Linked DNA regions of Mus musculus: all the other regions are linked to region 1. Evidence: chromatin contacts called from public HiChIP or PLAC-seq, Micro-C and promoter capture Hi-C data. All regions are on one chromosome and are shown on one strand. Each heading gives the region's core, a stretch centred on a gene start, on an enhancer-like site or on the middle of the called end of the contact. The rest is flanking DNA. Distances are from core to core; before and after follow the strand shown. Region 1 holds the start of Dhh (desert hedgehog). Region 2 holds the start of Mcrs1 (microspherule protein 1). Region 3 holds the start of 9330020H09Rik (RIKEN cDNA 9330020H09 gene). Region 4 holds the start of Adcy6 (adenylate cyclase 6). Region 5 holds the start of Cacnb3 (calcium channel, voltage-dependent, beta 3 subunit).

What was found. Promoter capture Hi-C pulls out the DNA fragments that hold promoters and counts their contacts. A called contact is a pair of places that touch in the nucleus more often than the background predicts. HiChIP or PLAC-seq counts read pairs in DNA pulled down with a chosen protein or histone mark.
Region 2: a contact with region 1 is called in a Micro-C map of embryonic stem cells, with 2.0 times the contacts expected there. The contact joins the promoter of Mcrs1 here to the promoter of Dhh in region 1. A contact is called at or near these places in 6 of 39 promoter capture datasets (the 3T3-L1 cell line, 3T3-L1-derived adipocytes, cranial neural crest and 2 more), 3 of 484 Hi-C or Micro-C datasets (CD4 T cells and embryonic stem cells), 4 of 115 datasets of contacts at active chromatin or transcription factors (embryonic stem cells, extraembryonic endoderm stem cells, neural progenitor cells and 1 more) and 2 of 9 other capture datasets (adipose tissue and embryonic stem cells).
Region 3: an H3K4me3 HiChIP or PLAC-seq map of embryonic stem cells shows a contact between it and region 1, with 10 read pairs. The contact joins the promoter of 9330020H09Rik here to the promoter of Dhh in region 1. A contact is called at or near these places in 2 of 39 promoter capture datasets (erythroid cells and liver), 4 of 115 datasets of contacts at active chromatin or transcription factors (embryonic midbrain, embryonic stem cells, pancreatic cancer cells and 1 more) and 3 of 9 other capture datasets (adipose tissue, liver and pancreatic islet).
Region 4: a promoter capture Hi-C map of embryonic stem cells shows a contact between it and region 1. The contact joins the promoter of Adcy6 here to the promoter of Dhh in region 1. A contact is called at or near these places in 7 of 39 promoter capture datasets (the 3T3-L1 cell line, embryonic stem cells, liver and 1 more), 1 of 115 datasets of contacts at active chromatin or transcription factors (extraembryonic endoderm stem cells) and 2 of 9 other capture datasets (adipose tissue and pancreatic islet).
Region 5: a contact with region 1 is called in a Micro-C map of embryonic stem cells, with 3 times the contacts expected there. The contact joins the promoter of Cacnb3 here to the promoter of Dhh in region 1. A contact is called at or near these places in 5 of 484 Hi-C or Micro-C datasets (all in embryonic stem cells), 5 of 115 datasets of contacts at active chromatin or transcription factors (embryonic stem cells and pancreatic cancer cells) and 3 of 9 other capture datasets (embryonic stem cells, liver and pancreatic islet).

Annotation. Positions count from the first base shown.
Region 1 is chr15:98,896,585-98,901,260 of GRCm38.p6, reverse strand. It overlaps Dhh (desert hedgehog), which reads left to right and starts at 2,721. Exons shown (of 3, transcript NM_007857.5): 1 at 2,721-3,291. The coding sequence starts at 2,989.
Region 2 is chr15:99,249,124-99,253,799 of GRCm38.p6, reverse strand. Mcrs1 (microspherule protein 1) reads left to right here and starts at 1,839. Exons shown (of 15, transcript NM_016766.3): 1 at 1,839-1,938; 2 at 3,218-3,337; 3 at 3,786-3,924; 4 at 4,294-4,432. The coding sequence starts at 3,328. 1700120C14Rik (RIKEN cDNA 1700120C14 gene) reads right to left here and starts at 2,012. Exons shown (of 3, transcript NR_045627.2): 1 at 1,799-2,012.
Region 3 is chr15:98,564,557-98,569,232 of GRCm38.p6, reverse strand. It overlaps 9330020H09Rik (RIKEN cDNA 9330020H09 gene), which reads right to left and starts at 1,909. Exons shown (of 2, transcript NR_028442.1): 1 at 1,708-1,909; 2 at 1-1,594. Ccnt1 (cyclin T1) reads left to right here and starts at 1,497. Exons shown (of 9, transcript NM_009833.2): 1 at 1,497-1,757; 2 at 4,105-4,186. The coding sequence starts at 1,597.
Region 4 is chr15:98,602,093-98,606,768 of GRCm38.p6, reverse strand. Adcy6 (adenylate cyclase 6) reads left to right here and starts at 2,037. Exons shown (of 21, transcript NM_001368413.1): 1 at 2,037-2,895. The coding sequence starts at 2,038.
Region 5 is chr15:98,631,979-98,636,654 of GRCm38.p6, reverse strand. It overlaps Cacnb3 (calcium channel, voltage-dependent, beta 3 subunit), which reads right to left and starts at 1,888. Exons shown (of 13, transcript NM_007581.3): 1 at 1,442-1,888. The coding sequence starts at 1,486.

The DNA.
Region 1 (4,676 bases), core at 1,472-3,971:
TATGTGTATGAGTATTTTGCCTGAATGAATGAATGTCTGTGTGCCACGGGAGTTCAGTGCCTGTGGCAGAAGAAGGGTGTTGGATCCCCTGGTATTGGAAACACGGACTAAAGATCAGCTGCCAAGTGGGTGCTGGGAATTAAACCTCTGTCCTTTGGAAAAGCAGCTGACCCATCTCTCCACCTTTATGATAGCAAACAGGGTTTGTTATTGTCATGGTTGCTTTTTGGCAGCTTGAAACAAATCTAGACGTGGGAAACAGAGAATCTTAATTGAGGAAATACCTCCATAAGGTTGAGCTGTAGGTAGATCTTCAGAGCATTTTCTTTAATAACTGATGTGGGAGGGCCCAGCCCACTGTGGGCAGTGCTACCTCCAGCCCCACCCCCAGAGGAGCAAGCCTGCCCTCCTCTGTAGCTTCTGTTTTAGGCCCTTCCTCCAGGGTCCTGGCTTAAGGTTTTCACTTTAGATTTTTGTGGGTTTATGTATGTGAGAGCTTTATGGGTATGTATGTATATATGTATATTTACCATATTTGTGCCCGGTCCCCCAGAAAGTCAGAAGAAGGTTGTCAGAGCCCCTGGAACTGGAGTTGTGGATGGTTGTGAACCGCCATATGCAAGAGCTGGGAACAGAACCTGGTGTCTCCAGGAAGAGCAGCCAGTGCTTGTGATGGCTGAGCCATCTCTCCAGTCTCCTTCCTGATGATCTTGTCCTGACTTCCCTTCATGAATGGACTGTGATTGGAACATGTGAGCTGAAATCCTTTTCTCCCCAAGTGGCCTCTGGTTCTCATGTTCTCCACTACATTCTCCTGTAACTGAATGGGTTAAGTGTCTCTGTGATGAGGCCTGAGGGATTTAAAATAGATTCCATGGCCCAGAGGGGGAGGAGGTAGGCAACGGAAGGAGAAGAGAGCCATCCTCCACAGACCAGGACGTTAGGTGTCCACAGCCCTTTGGCAGCTTCCAAATGACAACTTACTCAGAAGATGATGTGCTGGGTGAAGAACATGCCTGAAAGCCCAGGACTCAGCACAGCAAGAATGAGCCCAGCTTGGCTGTGTGCGAACATCTCAATCAAAGGGAAATGGGGATGTTGCTCAGTGCATAAAGATCAGTTGTGTGCTTGCCGGGCATGTCTGAATCCTGGCTTTTTATTTTATTTTTAATTAACTTATATACTTGTTTTGTTTTTTGTTTTTACTTTTGTTCTGTTTTGTTGATGTCTCTCTGTGTCTGTCGCCTTGGCAGTCCTGGAACTCACTTTGTAGACCAGGCTAGCCTTCAACTCACAAGAGATCTGCCTGTCCCTGCTCCCCAAGGGCTGAAATTAACACCCCACCCCACCCCTAACGTTTATTTTATTTGTTTTTTTGTTTTGTTTTGTTTTGTTTTTGTTTTTGTTTTTTTCGAGACAGGGTTTCTCTGTGTGTAGCCCTGGCTGTCCTGGCACTCACTTTGTAGACCAAGCTGGCCTCGAACTCAGAAATCCACCTGCCTCTGCCTCCCGAGTGCTGGGATTAAAGGCATGCGCCACCACGCCAGGCTACGTTTTATTTTATAAGTATGGGTATTTTGCTTGTACCAATTGTATGCCTGTTGCCCGAGGAGACCAGAAGACAGCATTGGACCCCCTCCCCATCGGATGTGGAGTTACAGAAAGAAGGGAGTTAGCCATTGTGTGGGTGCTATGAATCTAACTCAGGTCCTCTGGAAAAGCAGTCAGTGCTCTTAACTGCTGAGCCCTGAAGGCCCTGGTTCTGATCCGAGCACCACACAAACCTGGTGTGGTAGTGCATGGCTAATTTCAGTGCTGGGAAGCTAGAGGCCAAAGGAGAAAACATTCGCTGTCAGCCTGCTCTGTGAAGTGAGTTTGAGACCAAGCCTGAACTACATACAGTAAAGTCTGTCAAAAGAAGGAGAGGAGGGATAAAAAGTGGGTATCTGGCAACCATTTGAGAGGACATAAAACTTGGAAAGTCCTGGCCTGGCAAGGTAGATCAGCAGGTAAAAGCACTTGCCACACAAGCCTGGTCAACCGGAGCTCAATCCCTAGAGCCCGCTGAGGAAGGAGAAGGTGGACTCCCAAAAGCCCTCTGACCTCCACAGGTGTGCTATGGCATGTGCTGGCAGAGACAGACACAGTAGGGTTTTTTTTTGTTTTGTTTTGTTTTGTTTTTGTTTTTTTTTTTAATGTCTCAAACTGGATTGTGTCAGGCTCTGTTCCCAAGAAGATATAAAACCACCAAGGAAAATGATCCTCTGGGATCTCTGCTTGGTTATGGATGAGTGTTGAGAGAAATCGGGGAGACTTGAGGAGGAGCACGGAGATGGGAGGCTTTGATGGCTTGCCCAAAGGGCTTGGATGGCCTTGGAACTCAGACTTCCCGGAGGACAGCAGAGGGCATGGCGTGCCAGGGTAGACTTTAGGAAAGCAAAGACTAGTGCCCAGGAAGATAGTTTGGTGCCTAATTTAGACTCGGAGGTAGAAGGATGCTTATCCAGGCAGCCAGGACTCTAAAGCTTCAGGGATTTCCTAAGCAGGTGCCTGCATGGTTTCCAGGATGGGACACACTTCAGTGGAGTAATGGAACAGTGGTGTCCAGTTGTGACTGCTAGATCCCCCGCCCGGGTGGGAGGGGGCGGGACAGCCCTGAGAGAAGGGCGGGGGGCGGGGCCCGGGACCACTTAAGGCGGAGTCAGGGCGTTTCTGGGAGCACGGGAGCCGGGCAGCAGAGACTGGCTGGGCTGGCACTCACCCTCGACCCACCTGCTCTGTAAATGGTAGTCTATCAGTAGTAGGTTCCAGGTTCCCCAGGGCATGTAGGCAGAGTTAGCGGCTGCCAAGTGTTCAGAGCCACAGCGCTCCAGGTACTCTGGGACCTTCTCTATCTGCGGTGCTCTTTAGCTCCTGCGGAGATGCCCAATTGACAGGAGAGCCAGTGAGGACAAGAACGCTCCCTTCCGACCCAAGTCCACGGCACCCATGGCTCTGCCGGCCAGTCTGTTGCCCCTGTGCTGCTTGGCACTCTTGGCACTATCTGCCCAGAGCTGCGGGCCGGGCCGAGGACCGGTTGGCCGGCGGCGTTATGTGCGCAAGCAACTTGTGCCTCTGCTATACAAGCAGTTTGTGCCCAGTATGCCCGAGCGGACCCTGGGCGCGAGTGGGCCAGCGGAGGGGAGGGTAACAAGGGGGTCGGAGCGCTTCCGGGACCTCGTACCCAACTACAACCCCGACATAATCTTCAAGGATGAGGAGAACAGCGGCGCAGACCGCCTGATGACAGAGGTAAGGAGAGTTTCTCCCCACCTGCTCTACCACACCACCAGCTCCTCAATTTTCCTACAACAACCCTGGAGGATGAACTGTTCCTTCATCCCCAGAGACCCTAAACTAAAATAAAATAAAGTGAGATCTCCTTCATCACACCCTTCAGGAAAGCAAATAACCTGGTGGCTGGATAGTGGTTCGGAGGTATCCAAATGGGGAGAGAGTCTGCGATGGGGAGGGGGAGGAGGAACTGCCCAGTGAGAGTGAATCTGGGAGAGGCTGGAGCGAGGGCGGGGAAAGGAGGATGGCGGCAGGCGAGACGGGAAATGGCTGAGGCGTGGACCGGGGGTCAGTCACCGAGCCAGGCAGGAAGGGCTGGGGTGAGCTGGGGGCCAGGAGCTGGCTATGATAGGTAGACTGCATAAGGCTTTACACTTAGCCTGGCTCTTGGCCTGATGTCCAAAAGCTCTGTGAGCCAAAAGAAGGGGGCTGGAAAAGAGATGGGCAAGAGTCAGGTTACCAGACCAGACCATCTACCTGGGGATGGGGTGGCCATTGTCCTTGGCACGGGAAAGGTAGCCTATACTAGGGTCTAAACAACAGACTTTGGGGTGGGGGTGACCAAAAAACAGTCCTCAGAACAGACAGACACACCTGAGAATCAAGGGTTTCTGGGCCATCTAAACTCACCTTAGCTTGAGGACTCTGCTTTGAATATCAGCTAGCATTCTGGGGTACATGCTACAGAGGGGCACTGAACCAAGCCGACTCAGTGGGCCATGGCTTGGAAGGGAAGGGCCCAGAGCCCCTATGGCCAGTGCTGTAGAGTGTCTGACAGGAAACTCAGAAGACGTGTTTCTCCATCCCACCCCACCCCTCATTTTATATCTGAGAGCTGGGCTGCAGGAGAGGAAAAGCAACTTAATCAAAGCCTCACAGCCAAATTGTAGCATTGCTGAGAGCAGGTTCAGGACTCCTGGTTCTCAGTCCTATCTACTTTCCATTACACCACCTAATTGTGTGTGCAAGGGGCAGGCAGGGTAGTGTGTGTGTGTGTGTGTGTGTGTGTGGTGTACGGATTTCCTCTGACTAACTGCATAGTTTTCCAGGTTATGTGGTTAGGAAAACCTGTACAGGGGAGAAAGAATTTCTTTCCTCTCCCTTCCTTTTCTCTCTCTCTCTCTCTCTCTCTCTCTCTCTCTCTCTCTCTCTCTCTCTCTCTCTTCTTTCCTTACTTATCTATTGAGACACTACATAGCCCTGACAGATCTAAAATTTGCTAGGTAGCACTCATAGAAATCCTCCTGCCTCTACCTCCTGATTGCTGGGATGGAAGGTGAGAACCAATTACTCCGAGCCAAGAATCCCCTCTTGTCCCAGTGATGAAGCCATCCTCTTTCCAG
Region 2 (4,676 bases), core at 590-3,089, 350 kb before region 1:
AGGCAGAACACCAATACTTCATCTCTCTGCACTTCCAAGTTCTGGACACAGCGTGAGCAATCACCCCACACTCCTGCCACCATGCCTTTCCTGCCATGATGTTTGTCCCCCTCACACCCCCAAAAACCCTGTGAGCTAAAATAACCCTTTCTTCTTTCAGGGTTTCCTTCTTTAAGGGTTTGCCTTTCCTAGGAGAAAAACATCTAACAAACATTGAACAGTACCCATCCAGCTCTTTACCAAACGATCCCTTGTTAGGGCTGTCCATGTGGCTTGGTGGGACAGAACTTGCCTGATAAGCAACAAGTATTTCACTCCTACTTAAAAACAAACAAACAAACAAACAAAAACTCTTTAAAGAAGAAAGCCCAATTAATTGTCATCTGTATAGATACTAAACCACACTATATTTTGCACAACCCACCAGACTGTGTCCTAGTTTGTTTTTAATTGCTGTGATCAAAACACTGTAACTAAAGGCGACCTGGGAAGCAAAGGGTCTATTTCATCTCATAACTTTCTTTTTTTTTTTTTAAGATTTATTTATTGGTTATATGTAAGTACACTGTAGCTGTCTTCAGACACTCCAGAAGAGGGAGTCAGATCTCGTTATGGATGGTTGTGAGCCACCACGTGGTTGCTGGGATTTGAACTCCAGACCTTTGGAAGAGCAGTCGGGTGCTCTTACCCACTGAGCCATCTCACCAGCCCCTCATCTCATAACTTTCAAGTCACTGTCTATTACCGAGGAAAGTTGGGGCAAGAACCTCAAGGCAGGCACTGCTTAGACCTCCCACATCTATCCAAACAAGAAAACACACCCCAGACTTGCCTACCAACCAGTCTGAAGGAGGCATTTTCTCAACTGAGCGCGAAGATTCTAGCTAGTTTCAAGTTGACAAACCTCTAACAAGCACACTGTATACCAGAAAACTTTGTTTTGGGAGCGATAAAGCAAATACATGCTCGTTAAATAAGTAACAGTATATTATGAAGAGAAGACTTGCAACTTGTCAGGGTCGTCCATTTGACACTTAAGTTCAGGATGTCAGGCACGCTGGGCAAACGCTCTTCCCGGAAGCTCCTCCAGCCAGAGCTGCTCCACTTTTGTGCCCCTCAAAGAAGGCATGAAAGAGCTATTAGAGCCCAGTCTCCCTAGCTTTCCCGGGCATCTCTCACGGCCCCAAAGTCTGGACGTCTCCTGTTCTCTGGGAACTAGTTCTTTCTTTCAAAACAGTTTCCTCAGGGAACACTGTCCTCTGAAAAGGATTCGGTTGGTTTGCTGGCTACCCACGACTGACCCCAGCAGTCTAGATGGAGTTCTTCTGGCGTAAGCAACTGGCGCCGCTCCTTCTAAGGAGTGTTTCCTTAGGAACGCGGCCACCATCCTGCATCTCCCCCTTAGACAGGAATTTTCGGGATCGTACTGTACGCCACAGTTAGAGCAAACTCTCCAACATGTTCCTCCAGTCCTGTGCTTAGCAAAGAGCCTGACCGAATCCCTTATCTGAAAACACTGGCAGATAAAACAATACAAGATTTGGTCCAGAGAGACCTACCAAGGTTAGTGCTAATTACGAATGCACGGCGGCCCCGCCCCTCCCAGCGTCGCCTGGGCGGGGTCTCAGCACAAGCCCCGCCCTCCCGCTGCGTTTTCCAACACGGAAACCTCCGCGGTTCCTATAATTAACACTGCCTGGTGCCTCCCTAAGCGCTTCTGCCAACCGGGAAAGCTGTATTTCCGGCTCCCCGCAAAATGGTTTCCACTAAGGCGCACGGCCACGCCCCTTCCACTTACGGGTCCAGGACGAACCGGAAGAGATCGTCCAACCCTTCGTTCGCAACCCGGAAGTAGATGTGTCTCACGGAAGCCGGCTTTGGCCCTGCGGCTCCTGCCGTCGCCGCGGAGAAATTGTTGGAGCTGGCAGCCTAGGAATGGTGAGACCCCGCGACTCGTCTCCTAGTGTTCTGAGTAGACCTGGAGGGTGAAGTGGAGTTTCCCAACGTGCCTCGGGGCACAACCCCACAACAAGATTTGGGGCCCCGCCCCGGTATCGCCCCGAAAAATCTGCGCATGCGTAAGTCCGATCAGGCCAGGCTCTGGCCTGCGGTGTTACGCATGCGCACAGGTGGCATGCTTGAGGTGGGATGAGAATTGTCTGGGAGTTGGTCCTGGTTCGCTACCACCGGCCTGTGGGCCTCAGAGCCAGATGGCGAGATCGATGCAGTAGTATGGAGCCGAAGAGTTGACTAAATTACCACTGCTCCCCAGAGTCCCTGAAACAGACCTGCACTGATCCCTCACCTTGGGGGTGCCCTGTCGGGAGGAGGGAAGGGAAGGAGGGCAAGCACTTTGCCTTAGTTGCTCGTGGGACTGGACACCTGCACCCCCCTTCTGTGGTACCCACGGAGCTGGTCGTGGAGCGTCCTTAAAGGCAGAGCCAGAACTTTGCTCTACGAGACGCCGGAGTCAGGAGGGGCGGGGCTGCCAAAGCGCTGGGTATTCATACAGTTCCCAAACCACGTTTGAATCGTCCGAAGGAACCACCCGCTTTAGTAAAAGCTGCAAATGGAAGGGAAAGCAAAAGGGTAGCGAGATAGTGGGATTCCATCTACCTTCCCAGGCTGTGGCCTGGGGGCAGGCTGGTGCTGCTGATTTGAGTAGACAGGCAAAGGAAAACAAATGAGTCAGGAATCCCTTGACCCTTTCTGGTTAACGTTCCAAATGCTTAATTTAGGATTCACTGGTAAAATTAAGAGAGATCTCTGAGCCTAATACGTTTTTTCCCACATCTTTTTATCATTCACACAAAGGCCTCAGTGACTCCCACATAGCTACTTATATTTTTTGTTTTTATTGTTTGGAGCAGAGGCTCACCATTATATAGATAGCCCTGGCTTGCTCTGTAGACGAGGCTGGCCTTAAAGTCAACAGAGATCCACCTGCCTCTACCTCTACCTCTACCTCTACCTCTACCTCTACCTCTACCTCTACCTCTACCTCTACCTCCGCCTCCACATGCTGGGATTAACTGTCAGAGCCATCAGACCAGGTAATAGCTACTAATGGTTAGGTGCAATTGAGAGTAGAGCTCTTTTGCCTCTTCCCACTACCTCAGACAGGGTGCACGAGTGCACGAGGATAAGGGATTGGTCAGTCAGTAGGTTTGGCCTGTTGGAAACCCGAGCCTGAGGGAGCCTTACCTCTCCTTCCCAGACTCTCTTCTCAGCATCCAAGCTCGCTTGGTCAGAACCCTTGGATGAGCCTGTGGGACCCTTCCTCCTAGCCCTGTGGTTTGGAGCCGGAGGCTTTGGGACTGTGAGAGGATGGACAAAGGTAGTGTGAGGCCCGGCCATCTCCCCAAGCTCTCGGGCGCCAGGCAGCCTCTGACTCTACCCCTTGCCTTGCACGAGTGTCTCTCGGTCTTGGCCCGGCAATGCCACCTACCACCCCCCTCCCCTGGGCCAGCACCACCCATGTGCCTCTCGGCAGAGCCACAATTGCCTCAGTTGCTGTGGAGCTTCTGCTCTTTGGCACAATGCATTTTGATAGCCAAGGGAGCAGTTATGCTCAGAGCCCACCCCGTGTGTCGGCCTCATCAGCCTGACCTGAGCACCTGTGCTGCACCCCATGACCCGTGGCACCAGGAGGTCTGAGCCCGGATGGGATCTGGATGGCCAAGGAGGAATGCCTGCCTCAAAGACCAAGCCTCAGGGAGGCCGGGCAAGGGCTGAGGGGCTGACACAAGGGTCCGTGCACAGAGGTCACCCTTTCTCTTTCCTAGATTCTCAGGGGCTGCTAGACTCGTCCCTGATGGCGTCAGGCACAGCCAGCCGCTCCGAGGATGAGGAGTCACTGGCAGGGCAGAAGCGAGCATCCTCCCAGGCCCTGGGCACTATCCCCAAACGCAGAAGCTCCTCCAGGTAGCCTGGGCTCAGAGCGCCTGGAAGGGGAGGCATGTGGGGCTAGGCACGCCCTTGCTAGCCTTGGTTTGAAATGGCCTTCTGAGCCTGCCTGGGTTCTGAGCCTGCCTGGGGTCCAAGCAAAGCCTTGTGCTTTTCCTTTACCTCCTCTGCCGGTGTGTCCGGATGGCACCGAGGATGGAGAGTGAGGGGTTCCATCTCTGTTGAAAGGTTGCCTGTTACCTCAGAGGACTAGAACTTGGCTTTTCCATGTCCACTGAGCCAGACACTGCTGGAAAGTGAAGGCAGTTAGTTCCCAAGGGGAGCCTGCACCTTGGAAGCCGTGCGTGGGTGTGGTACCAGTAGTTAACCCTGCAGGACCTTCCACAGGTTCATCAAAAGGAAGAAATTCGATGATGAACTGGTAGAGAGCAGCCTGGCCAAATCCTCCACCCGGGTGAAGGGGGCCGGCGGGGTGGAGTCAGGCCGCTGCTCAGGGAGCGAGCCCTCCTCTAGTGAGAAGAAGAAGGTAAGGGGCTGGGCAGCTGGGTGAGGCCTGCCAGGGACTGCACTGCCCAGCCCCCATCCCAGACCCCTCCGTCCTGTCTCTCCTGCTCCCTCCCTTGCTGCGTCCCTCGCCAGTGCATCCTGGATCGCATTCCGTGTGGGAGGCAGGGAGCTCGTATCTATTCTGGGAGCAGACAGCTTGTTCCCAGCATTGCAGGGTGTAAAAATAACCCCCAGGTGGCATTGCTCTGGCCCCAGACAGTGCA
Region 3 (4,676 bases), core at 660-3,159, 330 kb after region 1:
CCTCGAGGGGACCCTCATTTATGCAGACACATTTCCCAGAGGACTTCTGGCGAAAAAAATAGACCCCAAATCTTCAAGATTGATTGCCAATCCCCTTGCTAGTGGGTGGATACAGTGGGCTCTTGGTAAACAAAAGATCTAGAGTTTGGGATTGTGTGAACATCAATACCGAGTTCAAGGCAGCGACCGAGGCCCGGGGACAGAGACACCCTGGTGCAGCCAGGAGGCTGAGGCGGACATCGGCCCCAGCTTGCTTTTTACAACCTCACAAAGTGGACCTGGGAGTGAGGCCAGAGCACAAATTATCTCTTGATCTCCTTCTTCTGATAATCCTCCCCAATGCAGGACACAAATTATCTCCTGATCTCCTTCGCTTGATAACCTTTCCCTACGGGGTGGGTTTCCTAGAACTACTGACCTGACGCGCAGGGGAGCTTGCATAACCTTGGGCCCTCCCTGACTGGATGTTTGGAATCTGAGCCTGCAAGCTTATCGCCTTCACTGACAAAGAGAAAAGAATGCAAAAGAAAAAAGGCCTCCAGACCTAAACGATAAACGATCGGTGGTGTCCTTGAGCGTGGCGGGGTGGTGGTGCAAGCCTTTAATCCCAGCACTCGGGCAAAACCCGACGCCCCTCTGAGCTCCAGGGATGACAAAAATAAGAAAGGAAAGAGAGAAAAAGACCCCTTTACCCGGGGCTGGAGAGATGGCTCAGCGGGTAGGGGCACTGACTACTCTTCCAGAGGTCCTGAGTTCAATTCTCAGCAACCACATGGTGTCTCACAACCATCTGTAATGGGATCCGATGCCCAATTCTGTTGTCTAAAGACCACTACAGAGTACTCATATACATAAATGAAGATAAATAAATCTTTAAAAAAAGGCCCCTTTACCCCCCCCCCCCAAACACTCAAACGAAGCTCAGTGGCGTTGATTTTATTCCTTCCAGATGATTGGCCGCAGTGAAACGGGAGGAAAGGCTGCTACAAAATAGGAGAGCGGTTTCCAAACGCGCCGGAGTTCTCCATGCCGGAGCTAAGAACCCAGGAACCTTTTAGTGGCTTTCGCGTTTCTGCACGGGGCAGGGCCACTCACTGTCTCGTCCTTTCTCGGTTTTCTGAGAGTCTCGCCTATTTCCCCTGCCACTTTTTCCGTAAGCCCGGTGTTACAAAGGGGCCTCCATCACGCACGTCCTCGGAAACTACCCAGCCAAGCGCAGCGAGCGTTAACTAGAGGCCCGCCGGTGAGGCCCCCTTACCGCAGTTCTCGCGCGGAAAGACGAGACCTTTAAAGAACGACGTCAGATAGTCCCGCCCACCTGGCGGTCACACGACCGGATCCTGCGTCCCGGCCGCCGGTCCGTTCTTAGCCGCGGACTGGCTGTGGATTCGTCTACGGGGTGTCGGAGGGGTCATTCCGGAAGTCGGCGCTGGAATCTTCGGCTTTCTGGGCGGAAGTGTGTCACAACCTCGGTGGTCGCCCCTTGGAGGAAGTTCGTCACGTCGCAGTAGTCTCGGCACGGCGGATGTGTGTCGCCGCTCCGGTGACGCTGGGAAGTGCTCGCAGCCCCCGCCGCTGCCTCTTGGTTGAAGCACTATGGAGGGAGAGAGGAAGAACAACAACAAGCGGTGGTATTTTACTCGCGAGCAGCTGGAGAACAGCCCGTCGCGTCGCTTTGGCGTGGACTCCGATAAAGAACTCTCTTACCGCCAGCAGGCGGCCAATCTCCTCCAGGACATGGGACAACGTCTGAACGTGTATCCTTTCGGCCTAGGCCATCGGCCTCGGAGTGCGTCCGGCCATGCTTCGACGTCCGGGCCGGCGACGCTGGTGGGGACAGAAGCGGGTGGGGTGGTGGCAGGAGCTGGGCGTCTAAGTTGGGAGAACCCACAATGGCGCTCGCTGGCCGAGCCACTGTTCGCGCGAGGGAAGTGAGGCGGAGTCAATTTCCCGCTCGCTCACCGGTGCCACCGGCCGGGCTGCCGACTCGTACCTCTCCTGTCTTTGTGTTTTCGCTGCTCCTTCCCAGCCCCCGTCCTCTGGATTCTGCCCTGTTTTAGTGGCTTTTGAGAGTCTTCTTTCTGCTGTGACCTAAGGCTCCGTTTAGGACGTTTCGCTATCGACTCTGCCTCCCCAAAGTGTATAAAAAGGGTTTCGGGAAATTCTGTACGCAAAGGACTTATGAAGGTGGTCTGGAATTGCTGCCCCAGTTTTGGTTCCAAGCCCGTTTCTCTCACTAGCTGGCTAACCTGTCAGATTCTCGTTTAAAACAAAATGTCCCAATGTCTGCCACCACGCTTGATATTCAAACGTTCTAGTAGCTGTTTCATGGAATTTAAGAGGAAAAAAAGATGTCAACTTAGGTTTGGGGGGAGGGGATATACAAGTTGGTATGCTTAAAGTAGTTTTCAGAATATTAAGTCCTTGCTTCTTTGGGCACTAGTGATAGTTTATTCATTAGGTTTCAAAATTTAGAGGTAATGTAGTTTAGTGATTTCCCCCCTCCCAGTTTTTCTTATGAAAATACAGTCTTGTGGCAAAACTAATAGTTTTAAAGTTCTTTCCGTTGTCCATATATATATATATTTTTTTTCTTTTTCTTTTTTTTATTTTACTTCCACTTATGTAGCATTTATTTAAGAGTGATGCTGAGGGCTAGGCCTGGTGTCCTGTGCCTTTGATCTGAGCTTTGGAGAAGTAGAAGCAGGCCAGAATTTCCATGTAAGACCCTGTCTCCAAGAAAGAAAAAAAAGTGCAGAGTTTAGGTCTCTAGTGTTTTTAAGTCTGAAGGTTGTATGTTGTATAGGTGTTCTCTTTATTGCCAGTTGTCTCCTATTGAAATCCAGTTTCCCAAGCATTTGGTCAGTGCACGATCAAACCTCTCTGAGTTTCTGTCTGTGTTTACGGCACCTTTTAAATGTGTGTTTAAGCTTGCCGCCATCATATTGTCACTTCTATGCAGACTGTTGCTGAGGTCTGTGGGAATAAGTACTCTTACGTTTTGGGGAGGTTGGAATGGTACCCGTACAAAGGAAGGCAGGGGTTTATTTTCAGTGGATGACTATCAAATGGTTTCAAAGGTTTTATACTTCAGAGGTCATGTAATATTTCCTGAAGGAATCAGAACTAAGCAGGGTGTGGTGGTGCGTACCTTGAATCCCATTGCTCAGGATGGGGAGGTGAGCAGATCTCTACTTCTGATGCCAGCCTGGTCTACACAGCACGTTTTAGGACAGTCAAGGATTCATAGAAAAACCCTGCCTTGAACACTGCCCACCCACCTCCTCACCTCCCCCACGCCCCCCCCCAAAAGAAAGTAGAACTGGAAAACTTAATTATTGAAGTTTAAGAAGGTGAGAGAGAGAAAAGTTCCAAGAGCCTAGTAAGGGAAGGCCTGGTAAATATCCTTAAAAAGTTATTTTTTGTGGGGCTAGAGAGATGGCTCAGCAGTTACAAGCACTTACTGTTTAGGCAGGGCCTATATGGCAGCCCACAGTCGTCTATAGCTGCAGTTGTAGGGTAATCTCATGCCCTCTTCTGACCTCTGTGGGCACCAGACATGCCCTTGGTGCACATACATAGAATCAGGCAAATGCTGATACACTTTAAAATTTTAAAGTTATTCTTGGCCTGACAGAATGGCCCAGCGGGTAAAGGCACTTCTCGTCAAGCCTGGTAGCCTGAATTCCATCCCTGGGACTCGGGTGGGAAGATAACCGACTCCTGCAAGTTGCCCTCTGACCACCATACTCATGCTATGGCCAAAAGTAAATGTGATGAAGTTGTCCTGAGCTAAAGGATCGTCTTTGCAGAAGGCAAGTGACAGGACAGGAAGCCTGAGGTCGTATGCAGCTTTGTTTGTACTGATTTACAACTTGCTACTTGTTTTGTTTATTCAGTCAGTAAGTTCATATTAAGTACCCGTTAGGTAGAGCACATGTTGTCAATTGGCAGTTAATTTCATTAGAGAAGGAAACGAATCTGCTGTTGGGTTGGAAGAGTTAAGTTTTACTCCCCTGTGGGATCATCTGTTTAGCTTGGCCATTTGTTACTTTGGGGGGAGATTATATTGTCTGCTTCTGAACCTTAACTCGAGCACTTCAGCTCACAACTGACGATCAATACTGCTATAGTATACATGCACCGATTCTACATGATTCAGTCTTTTACACAGTTTCATCGATATGTAAGTATAATTTTCTATGGTGAAATCCCTTTGGGTTTGAGTGTAGCTGCCTACTTTATGATTGGTCGTTGTTATTGAACTATGATTTTAATTTTAGAATTTAGGGCTCGTTATTTTAAAGTTAGAAAAGAAACCATGATTTAAATATAGCTTTCCGAGTAAGAAGACAAATGTAAGTTAGGTTTTGCAACATTTTTAAAAGTCTTTAAGAAAACATGTTTCAAATTTAGGATAAAAAAGGACTTGGCTTTATTTTTGCCTGTGTTTGGGTTAGGGAATGGTAAGAGTGTGTGAGTGCCCTCAGAGGCTAGGTGAGGACATTGAATTCCTTGGAGCTGGAGTTACCTAGGTGCTGTGAGCCACCTAAGTGGGCACTGGGAACAAAACTACTGAGCCATCTCCAGCCCAGATAATACATTTTGAGTTGTCTTGTTTTGATGCTAACAAACTGAAGAGAAACTGTGAAGCTAGATATAATTCCTATAATGTA
Region 4 (4,676 bases), core at 788-3,287, 290 kb after region 1:
CGTGTTCTTTCTGAAAATGTAGGATCTTAGTCCGATTTAGTTGTCCGGTGTCTTTACGACCAGGGTGAAACATGGAAAACTGCTCTGGATGTCAGCTCTCCGTTTTTTGTTTGTTTGTTTGTTTGTTTTTGTTTTTCTCTTTCAAATCTGCCCTGGGAGGCCGTAGGACAAGCTTCACGGGCCTTTGGTGAAGAAGACATGAAATTAGGCATGTGAAAAGATATTGGAAGTTTACGACAGAGAGAAAATATAATATAGCTAGTGGCCGGCCATCCATCCGCTCAGCAAACGTTGAGGAGCAGCGGGCACCACAGGACACAACCAAACACCCAAATCTTTGGCTCTCCCAAGTTGGCACGGCTGTTAGGAGTGCCGACGAGCAAATAAGAAAAAGGAAAATTATAGAACGGCAGTTGCTGATAAGAGCTGCGGGGAGAGAGAAAAATTATAAAGCTGGGGAGGGAGATACGGAGCCCCAGGAAAGGGAGTTGCTATTTTAAAAGGCTGTGAGAGAGCAGAGCTGATAAGGGACTTGGGCTGTGACCTAAAGGAGCTCCTATTCCAGTTGGGAACAGCAAGTACCAGGGTACCAGCCTGGGCAGAGCCTGGCATACTGGGGAACAGCAGACAGGCTGGTGTGACAGGTGTGATGAGGAAGACACGGGACCTGGACTGTCAGAATTAGCTGGGTTATTAGTTATTCCATGTGGACTGCTCTAAAGCATTCATGTTCTTTCTCCTTGTCGGCTCTCCACCCAGCTCTTTGTGATACTAAGTGTGGAACCCAACGCCTTGTGTGTTCTAAACAGGCATTCTACCACTGAGCCGCACTCCCCTCCCTCCTTTCCTCCTTATTGTTTGCTCCTACGTTTATTGAGCACCTACTGTTAGCCCCAATAGCTCTGGAGATGAAGTGCTGACAAAAATAGGTATAGTTTCTACATGCACAAAGCTTGTAGTCCCCGGGACGGAGGCGTACGTTAAACGAGAAATGATTTAATTATAATGGCAATAAGTACTGTGGAGGAGATGAACAGAGGTTAAACTGGACCAAACGTAGTCTTAGGGGTGGGGCTGGGAAATTTTCCGTGAGGAAGTAACGTTTAAACTGTGACCTGTGGGAGAAATTGAATTTAGTTTGCTGAAGAGTGTGTGTGTGTGTGTGTGTGTGTGTGTGAGAGAGAGAGAGAGAGAGAGAGAGGGGGGAAGGAGGGAAGGAAGGAAGGAAGGATATGGAAAGAATCCCTTTTGTGTAGAGGTCAACGATCAACAGTTCACAGCAGAACATATTCTGTTGACAAGATGTATTAGGCTTGTGTGTAGTTTGTTTTTGTTTTGTTTTCTTTTCTGAGACAGGGTTTCTCTGTGTAGCCCTGGCTGCCCTGCAACTCACTTTGTAGACCAGGCTGGCCTCGAACTCAGAAATCTGCCTGCCTCTGCCTCCCGAGTGCTGGGATTAAAGGCGTGTGCCACCACACCCAGCTCAATTTTTTAAAATATGCTTTTATGTGCATTGGTGTTTTGCTTTCATGCATGTTTGCATGAGAAAGTCAAAGCCCCTGGAGCTGGAGCCATAAACAGTTGTAAGATCTGCTTTGTGGGTGCTAGGAATTGAACCAGAGTCCTTCAGAAGTATGGGGAGTGCTCTTAAAAACTTAGCTCTCAGATCCTTTACTTATATGGTTGCTGGGTCTTTTCCATGTGTCTGTGTTCCTTACCTTTGAGTGGGGGTGCAGCTGCCTCTCCTGGGGCAGTTTTATCAAGACGGTGGGAATGGGAACTGGTGAGATGGCTCCTCAGTTAAGAGCACTGACTGCTCTTCCGGAGGTCATGGGTTCAAGTCCCAGCAACCACATGGTGGCTCACAACCATCCACAACGAGAAGCAAGCAAGCAGGGCTGGAGCAAGAGGGAGAAGGGGGGGAAGATGGTGGGAATGAAGACCAGAGTTGTAGGAAGCGCTCAGGTCACAGGCTACTATGGTGGCTGTGGCCACGCAGTGGTATTAATACCATTCCCTGTCTCTCCTCCCAGCAGCATGTCATGGTTTAGTGGCCTCCTGGTTCCCAAAGTGGATGAACGGAAAACAGCTTGGGGGGAACGCAATGGGCAGAAGCGCCCACGCCACGCGAATCGAGCCAGTGGCTTCTGCGCACCTCGCTACATGAGCTGCCTCAAGAATGCGGAGCCACCCAGCCCCACTCCTGCAGCTCACACTCGGTGCCCCTGGCAGGATGAAGCCTTCATCAGGAGGGCGGGCCCGGGCAGGGGTGTGGAGCTGGGGCTGCGGTCAGTGGCCTTGGGGTTTGACGACACTGAGGTGACCACACCGATGGGCACAGCTGAAGTGGCACCGGATACATCGCCTCGGAGCGGTCCGTCCTGCTGGCACCGGCTTGTGCAGGTGTTCCAGTCTAAGCAGTTCCGCTCTGCCAAGCTGGAGCGGCTGTACCAGCGGTACTTCTTCCAGATGAACCAGAGCAGCCTCACGCTGCTCATGGCGGTGCTGGTGCTGCTCATGGCTGTACTGTTGACTTTCCACGCTGCGCCTGCCCAGCCTCAGCCTGCTTACGTGGCCCTGCTGACCTGTGCCTCTGTCCTTTTTGTGGTACTCATGGTGGTGTGTAACCGACACAGCTTCCGCCAGGACTCCATGTGGGTGGTGAGCTATGTGGTCCTGGGCATCCTAGCAGCCGTGCAAGTCGGGGGTGCCCTGGCAGCCAATCCACACAGCCCCTCGGCGGGCCTTTGGTGCCCCGTGTTCTTCGTCTACATCACCTACACTCTTCTTCCCATTCGCATGCGAGCCGCAGTACTCAGCGGCCTGGGCCTCTCTACTCTGCATTTGATTTTGGCCTGGCAGCTCAACAGCAGCGACCCCTTCCTTTGGAAGCAGGTAGGTGTGACAGAGTGAGGGTGGGAAAGAGAACTTGCTGATGGAGGGACACAGTATCGATATAGCCATGTCTAGATCGATCAGGCCAAGCTTCACGGGCTAGCCTCTGCTTGGGACTTGTATCAGTGAGCATTGACGAGGAACAGGTCTGTAGTGTGTCACCACAGGCCAGTCTTCAGCTCTTTGGCTTAGGTCAGTAGACATGCCATGTGCAGGTCTCCCTGACCTCTTGGTAACCTCTGAGACTCAAGCCCTGTTGTTACTCCTACGAAGAAGCAGCTGTAGGTAGTTTTGCAAAGCTTCCATAAGCAAGGCCTTTCTGCTCCTTGCCAGAAGCTGTGGCCTGTAGCCCACCATGGCCTCAAAAACAAAGAGAAAGTTGCTTGGGGCTCCTGGGGTGAGGAGCTGGGTACTTGGGCTTCATGCCCTTCCCTGCTTGGAACAGTACATACCTTTTTAACAGTAACTTTATAGCTAGTTTGTTGTGGAGCAGAGTCCCCGCAGGGCACTGTCAGACCTCTTAAAGGGACAGACCCTTCTGTGCTAGCTAGGCCCTAGGTTCTCTTCTTGGTTGCCTGAGAAGTGGGGGTTTGGGGTGAACTGCTCTTCTGGGGGAGAAGATGCTCAGGAGTGATGTGGTATCCCCCCCCCCAACTCCGTCAGACTTGCCAGAAGGTGGGTGTGTGACTCTTCTCTGCTCTCAGCTGGCCTGGCGCCCAGGGCCCAGCCCTGTGCCTGATAGATGGGGGAGGTTGGGTCTGGGAGGCCGGAACTGCCAGCCTCCTACCTCACCAAGGTGCCTGGCTTCAGTTCCACCCCATGGGGTCCCCACATTCCTGGGATAGTAGAGAAAACTCTGCTTCTCTGCCCATCTGCAGTGTCTCAGAACTGAGAACCACTTCAGGTGCCCAGTGGGGCCTGTGAGTGTTTCTGCATGGAGTAGGGGCTTGTAGCCTCCTTGGGCAATCCCTTCCCAGGTCCAGCCCCACTTGTGTCCGAAGGAAGAACTTTTTTTCTGATGCACTCACTGAGACGCCCCGAGCAGTGACTAGGCTGGGGTGGCCTCCAGAGCCTTGGCATCCATTTTTTTTTCTCACGGTAGATAGGAATGAGTGTGGTTATTTCAGTCTCTCATCCCTCTCCCCCATCCCTCTGCTGTGACTCACATTTTCCTTTTGGGCTCCTGGGGCCAGCAAGGGAAGTTGCCTGGATTGCCCCCCTGCCGCCCCCCCACTGGGGGCTATTCTTAGAAGCCCCCAAGGGAGATAGAGTGCCCCCTCTTCACCCCTGCTGCTGAGAGGGGAAGCTCTGTGTGGATTCTCTGGAAGCTTCGTGGACTGGGAAGGGCAGCTGAAGGCCAGTCCGAGAGGGTCCGTGCTGGAGTTAGGAGCTAGGGGTTAGCCGGACCTCGGTTTTACACGGAGGAATCAAAGATTAAATGTCCTGTCCAAGTCTGCAGGTCTAGTTCTGGTTCAGGGCAGTTAGTAAGCCTTCCCTGCTTTCTCCAGAAACTTAGCCCTGCCCCATCCAGCTTGGGTGGAGTCCCAGAGCCAGTTAACCCCCAAGTCTCCAGCAACCCTGAAGCGGGCATGTCTCAGACAGTGTTTGCTAGTCAGTTGTTCTGACTGTGGTTTGGGACTGGTGTTGCAGAGGGTGAGCGCTTAGGCATGAGGTCCTGCAGAGGGGGGTGTGTGTGTAAGCGGTGGGGAAAGGGAGAGAGGGGAAGGAGGAAGAGGACGGGACAGGAGAGGAGTCGAATCCTATCTTGTGATAGAGGTGGC
Region 5 (4,676 bases), core at 639-3,138, 260 kb after region 1:
CCCAGTGGATTTATTTAGAGCCTGATCTCCCTCCTACTGCTTCAGAGGGGGCCTCGGGGAGAGCAAGGAGCTGGCGGGAGGAAGGGAAGTTGGGGGGGAAGAGATCTAAGAACCGGGGAAGGTCAGGAGGGAGCAATGGGTCAGCAGGCCGCCCTCAAATAACATCCAGGTATCAGTCTCCTGCATCAGCCCCGGCTTCTCACCAGGGATGAGAAGGTAGCTCCTCGGGCCCTGCAGCCCCGCAGAGAGGTCTCTCCTCCAGCTTATTCTGACTCCCAGGGCTATGCCAACTGTCCCTTCAACTGTCAGAAAGAGGTGCCCACCAGAGCCTTCAGAACCACCTCTCTGCTCTCCCTTGCAACGTAATTAGCCCCAGAGCCCCATGGAAAATTGGGTCCTGAAGGAGCCTGGTCCCAGAATCAACTGACTGACACATGCCTGCTCTGAGGCTCACCACTCCTCTTTCCTGGGCCGGAGATAAAAGGCTCGATTTAATCCTGTCAGGGGACCCTTTCAAGCCCTGTTAGTGGTCCTTTCCCATATCGAGTGGGATGTCTAAGGGGAGACTGGTGACTCCATGAGGCTCTGACACTGACCCCCCCCCCCAACTCTTGTCCCATCTTTCCAGGCAGTCTTTCTGCTCTCTGAGCTCCGGGAATCACTGTCTAATGAGCTGATTTGTCTCAGTGGGTCAGGAGATAAAAGCAAAGAGAAGAATTAAATATTTATTGGTTGCCTGGTTCTCGGAGCAAAGAGCTTCCTTCCCATCCCCATGCCCCTGAGCTCCCCTGGCCTCACCTCCAGGCCCTCCTCTGCAGGGGGCTAGACTGAACACAGTCTGATGGCCCACCCCTGTGGTTGGTGGCCTTTCCAAGAAGCTGAGCTAGAGGCAGTGGTGAGTGAGAGCAGTCAAGGCCATGCGCAGGGGGGGTGGGCAGAGAGGAAAAAGAGACCAAGTTCTAGAATTCCTGTCTGCAGAGGCTGGTACGCGAGTCGCTAATGTTCTTCCAGCTCCCTAATTTGTCATTTACTTGAGGCACAAGTCCGGAGTGTCTCCCCCGGAGCTCAGCTTTCCCTGTTGTGTTCAGACCCCATGAACCCAGGATACGGAACTCCAAATGTTCCATGTTCGCTCTAAAAACCTCGGTGTCGGGGCCTTCTGTCCTCCCCTCCTCAGCCTCCTATGTCCTGAGCTTTGGGGCCACCTGCTCGAGCCTTCCCCCTACAGCGTCCCTGTGCACACACCGGAGTACCTGGGATACCTGGCTATGAGAGACCATCTTCCCACTTTCCTAGAGAGCCCCCCGCCGGCTTACGCGCGCTGCCCCGCTCGCTGCCAAGGCGTTTTTCAAAGTGCAGAACTGGGGGAAGGGTTGAAGAGAGAGAGGTGTCATCCCAACTCCCCCACCCCCACCCCCCACCCTCCCCCGCGGGCACTCACCGCCTCCGAGTCCTCAAACCCGGGCACGTAGGAGTCGTCATACATGGGGGAGTCCGGGGTGGGTGGGGGGAGCGAGCGGCGCCGGGGGCGAGGACGGCGGGCCGCGCCCGAGATGCCACCGAGCCGCGCAGCCCTGCGGGCGGCGGCGGCGGAGAGCGCGAGCGCGAAGGAAGGAGCGAGCCGCGAAGACCAGCTGCTCGCAGCTCAGATCACCGCTCCCCTCCCCACCCCCCAGCCCAGCCGGTCCCACCCCGAGCGCGCCAGCGCGGCTGAGGAATCTGCCGCCGGCTCCCACAACAATAGTGCCCGCCCACCTGACCCCCTCCCGGGAAGACGCGGGCGGCGGGGGCGCGGCAGCCAGGGGGGACCCGCCGGGGCCGCGGAACCGGGCGCACGCGAGTCGGGAAGGTGGGTCCCCGGCACCTCCGGGGCCGGGGCGGCGGGGAAGAAGGGCGGAGAGGCTGCAGGCGGGGCGGATCCCGGCGGGGAGGAGGCGGGGCGAGGAGAGATGCAGAGACAGGGACTCTCGCAACCCAGGAACTGCTCCGCCGGGAAACAAAGGGCTGGCGCGGGGGAGGGGAAGGGGAGAGACGCCGCAACCAGACGCGAGCCCGGTGGAGAATCGAGAGGGTGCGGGCGGCGGGGAGGATGGCTGGAGAGAGAGGAGGACTGGAGGCAGGGAGAACGCGGAGACAGGAAAATGGAGATCTAAAGGAGGACGGACAGCAGATGGGGAAGAGGTCTCAGGTGATCCGGCAATGTCAGCTCTCTGCAAGTCCTGGAGACACCCAAAGCAAACCCCGCAGTGGTACTAGGGAGAAATGGTTTTGAGCTCCCAGACCCGTGCCATGAAAGCAGCTCCTGCCCCAACAGGTGCCCGGCCCTCTCCGTTCCGGGCTGCGGTAAAGGGCCGACCCTTAAGAAGGGGGAAGTTCGGGGACGGTGGCTAGGCCTCCCCACACCTGTTGCACGGGCAGATTTTATCCAAGTTAAGCCGGGATGGAGATTCTCTTCTTCACTTCCCTGCCAAGGATTGTGCCAGACATTGCCAAAGCATCCGCGGGAACTGGGGCAGAAAGGGGCTGTTTTAGGTGAGCTTAAAGGGTGGAGCAAAGGTGCGATCCTGACGCTGAGGTTGGGAAGGAAGAAGGGTAAAGCCTACCGCTTTGCAAAAGACCAGAATTACGTACGGTGTGCAGGATGCTGGTTCTAATCATCCAGCACCAGTCAGCGCCCTCCACCCCCACCCCGCCATTCGAGGAAAGAGTCGCAATCTCTGAAGAGATCTTCTAAAAGCTGTCATCATTTGAGCTCGCTCCCTTTTTACATCCCTCCCCCCCCCCCCCCGACCAAAATTTTCCTTTTGCATTTTAACCTCCTGCTTGGGCATCCCAAGAGGATGTGAGGCAGACACCAGCCGTGCTTGGTGTCTCGCTTTCTCAACTCAGCCCTTTGCCACTTCTAGCTCCTGAAACCCCGGAGGGTGTAAGTTCAGGACACTTGCCCACCCTTCCGGTTACAATTGGGAAGGGTTCAAGAGATCTATAGAAGGTTCTGTGCGGTAGAAAGGAGAGGAAGACCACCCACCCAAGCCAACTGGCTTCCCACCTATATCTTATCTTCCTGTTCCCTCGGTAAGAAAAAGATGGGGGGGGGGGCTCATCTAATGACACCCTAGTCTGTCTCCTGACTGAAGGACCGGCAGGCAACTTTATTGGAGCCCTTGTGTCTGAGGGCACCAGCTGCAACTGGGGGAGGCAGCTTCCACTGCTCCAACCCAGTGTGTTTGAGGGTTAGTTCGATATCTTCTGTGTCCCCAAGTACTGCCTTGTCCTGTACCATCCTTTTCCTTTGTCTCCTTAGTCCCCTCTCTCCTCCCAGAGGGTGGAGAAGTGTCAAAGAGTAAGACCCTTCTGGCTCTCTTCTCCTGGAAGAGGGTCCCGTCTGGAATCTCCTCCCCTGGCCTCTCTAATTTTGGGACTGTCCACCCACCCATGGGGATCCCTGGACTGTTAGGCAGCAGATTTGCTATCAGCCTCACGGGGACCTTGTTGTCCTCATCCCCAGCTGGGACAATGGTGTCTAAGTCGGCCTCTGAGAAATTCGTTGCCATGCCAACCACCTCCTCCTGGAGATGGGTTCCAGTTCCTCATACCTACAGGCATCCCCTGGGTCCTGCAGGCACTTGATCTCCCCTCTCTCCTCCTATACCTCTGAGCTGCCACAGAATGTCCACTTCCTTTCTCACTAGAGCCACACCTGCCTATGCCAGTTCTCCTGCTAATCCAGCTGTGGAAGCAAGATCAAAGAGGAAAGCCTTAAAAGACCAGGTGTGGAAGCGGAGAACCTCTAGAAAACTAACTGGGCAGCAAGTGGGGAAACTGAGGCAGGAACTGGGAGTTCTACTCCAGGTGGAGGCCCCTCACATTCCAGCTATTAGGTTGCCCCCTCCCCGGGAACTCAGAGAGGGTCACTGAGGGAGCCTGGCACGGCCCTCCTTTCAATAGCGCCCCTTCCTCAGCTCCCCAGTCAGACCTCTCTGCATGTTTTGCAGGAGGCGCCAGTTCCAGCCTTCCCTTCCTCTATTATCCAGAGCTCTCAACTCCTGTTTTCGCTCCCGCCCCATGCTGCAGTTTCCCCCAAATGCGGGAGCTTTTCTCCCACCCTTCTTGGGAGGGGGCCCCGGAGGTTACCTCGTTCAGCAGGAAGGTTGCACTGGAGTCAGAAAAAGACATAGACCGGGTTAGCGGCCTCTCTCCCTCCCCCGGGCCAGGGGCTCCGAGGCGGGAGCGGGACCCAGCCGCGTCTCTCTGCACACCGCTCCAGCCTGCACGCCTGGCCTCGCCCCACGCCCGCCCAGCTCCAGCCGCCTGCTCCCTCTCCTCGCTCCTGGTTCCACCCCTTTCCCTCCTCCTCCCTCCTCCCTTCCTTTCTAGCCTCCTCCTTCTGTTTCTCCCGCACTTCCCTCGTCTTTCAGTCTAGTGTGTCTCCACTTCAGTCTTGCCTTGCTACCTCCCCAGTTCCCTATTCATCTGGTGTCTCTCACTGTCCTTCCAATCCCCACCCCTCTTTCCCACCCAGCCTTACCCCTTCTCTCCCCCTCCCTCAGATCTCCAGAAAAGACAGGGTCTGTGGAGCTCTGCCATCGCAGGCTGAGGGCGGGAAAGGTTCAAAGGCAGGCTCTAGGGAGAGGTTGGGTTTGGCTCCCCCCAGACCCCCAGCTTGATACGTCTAG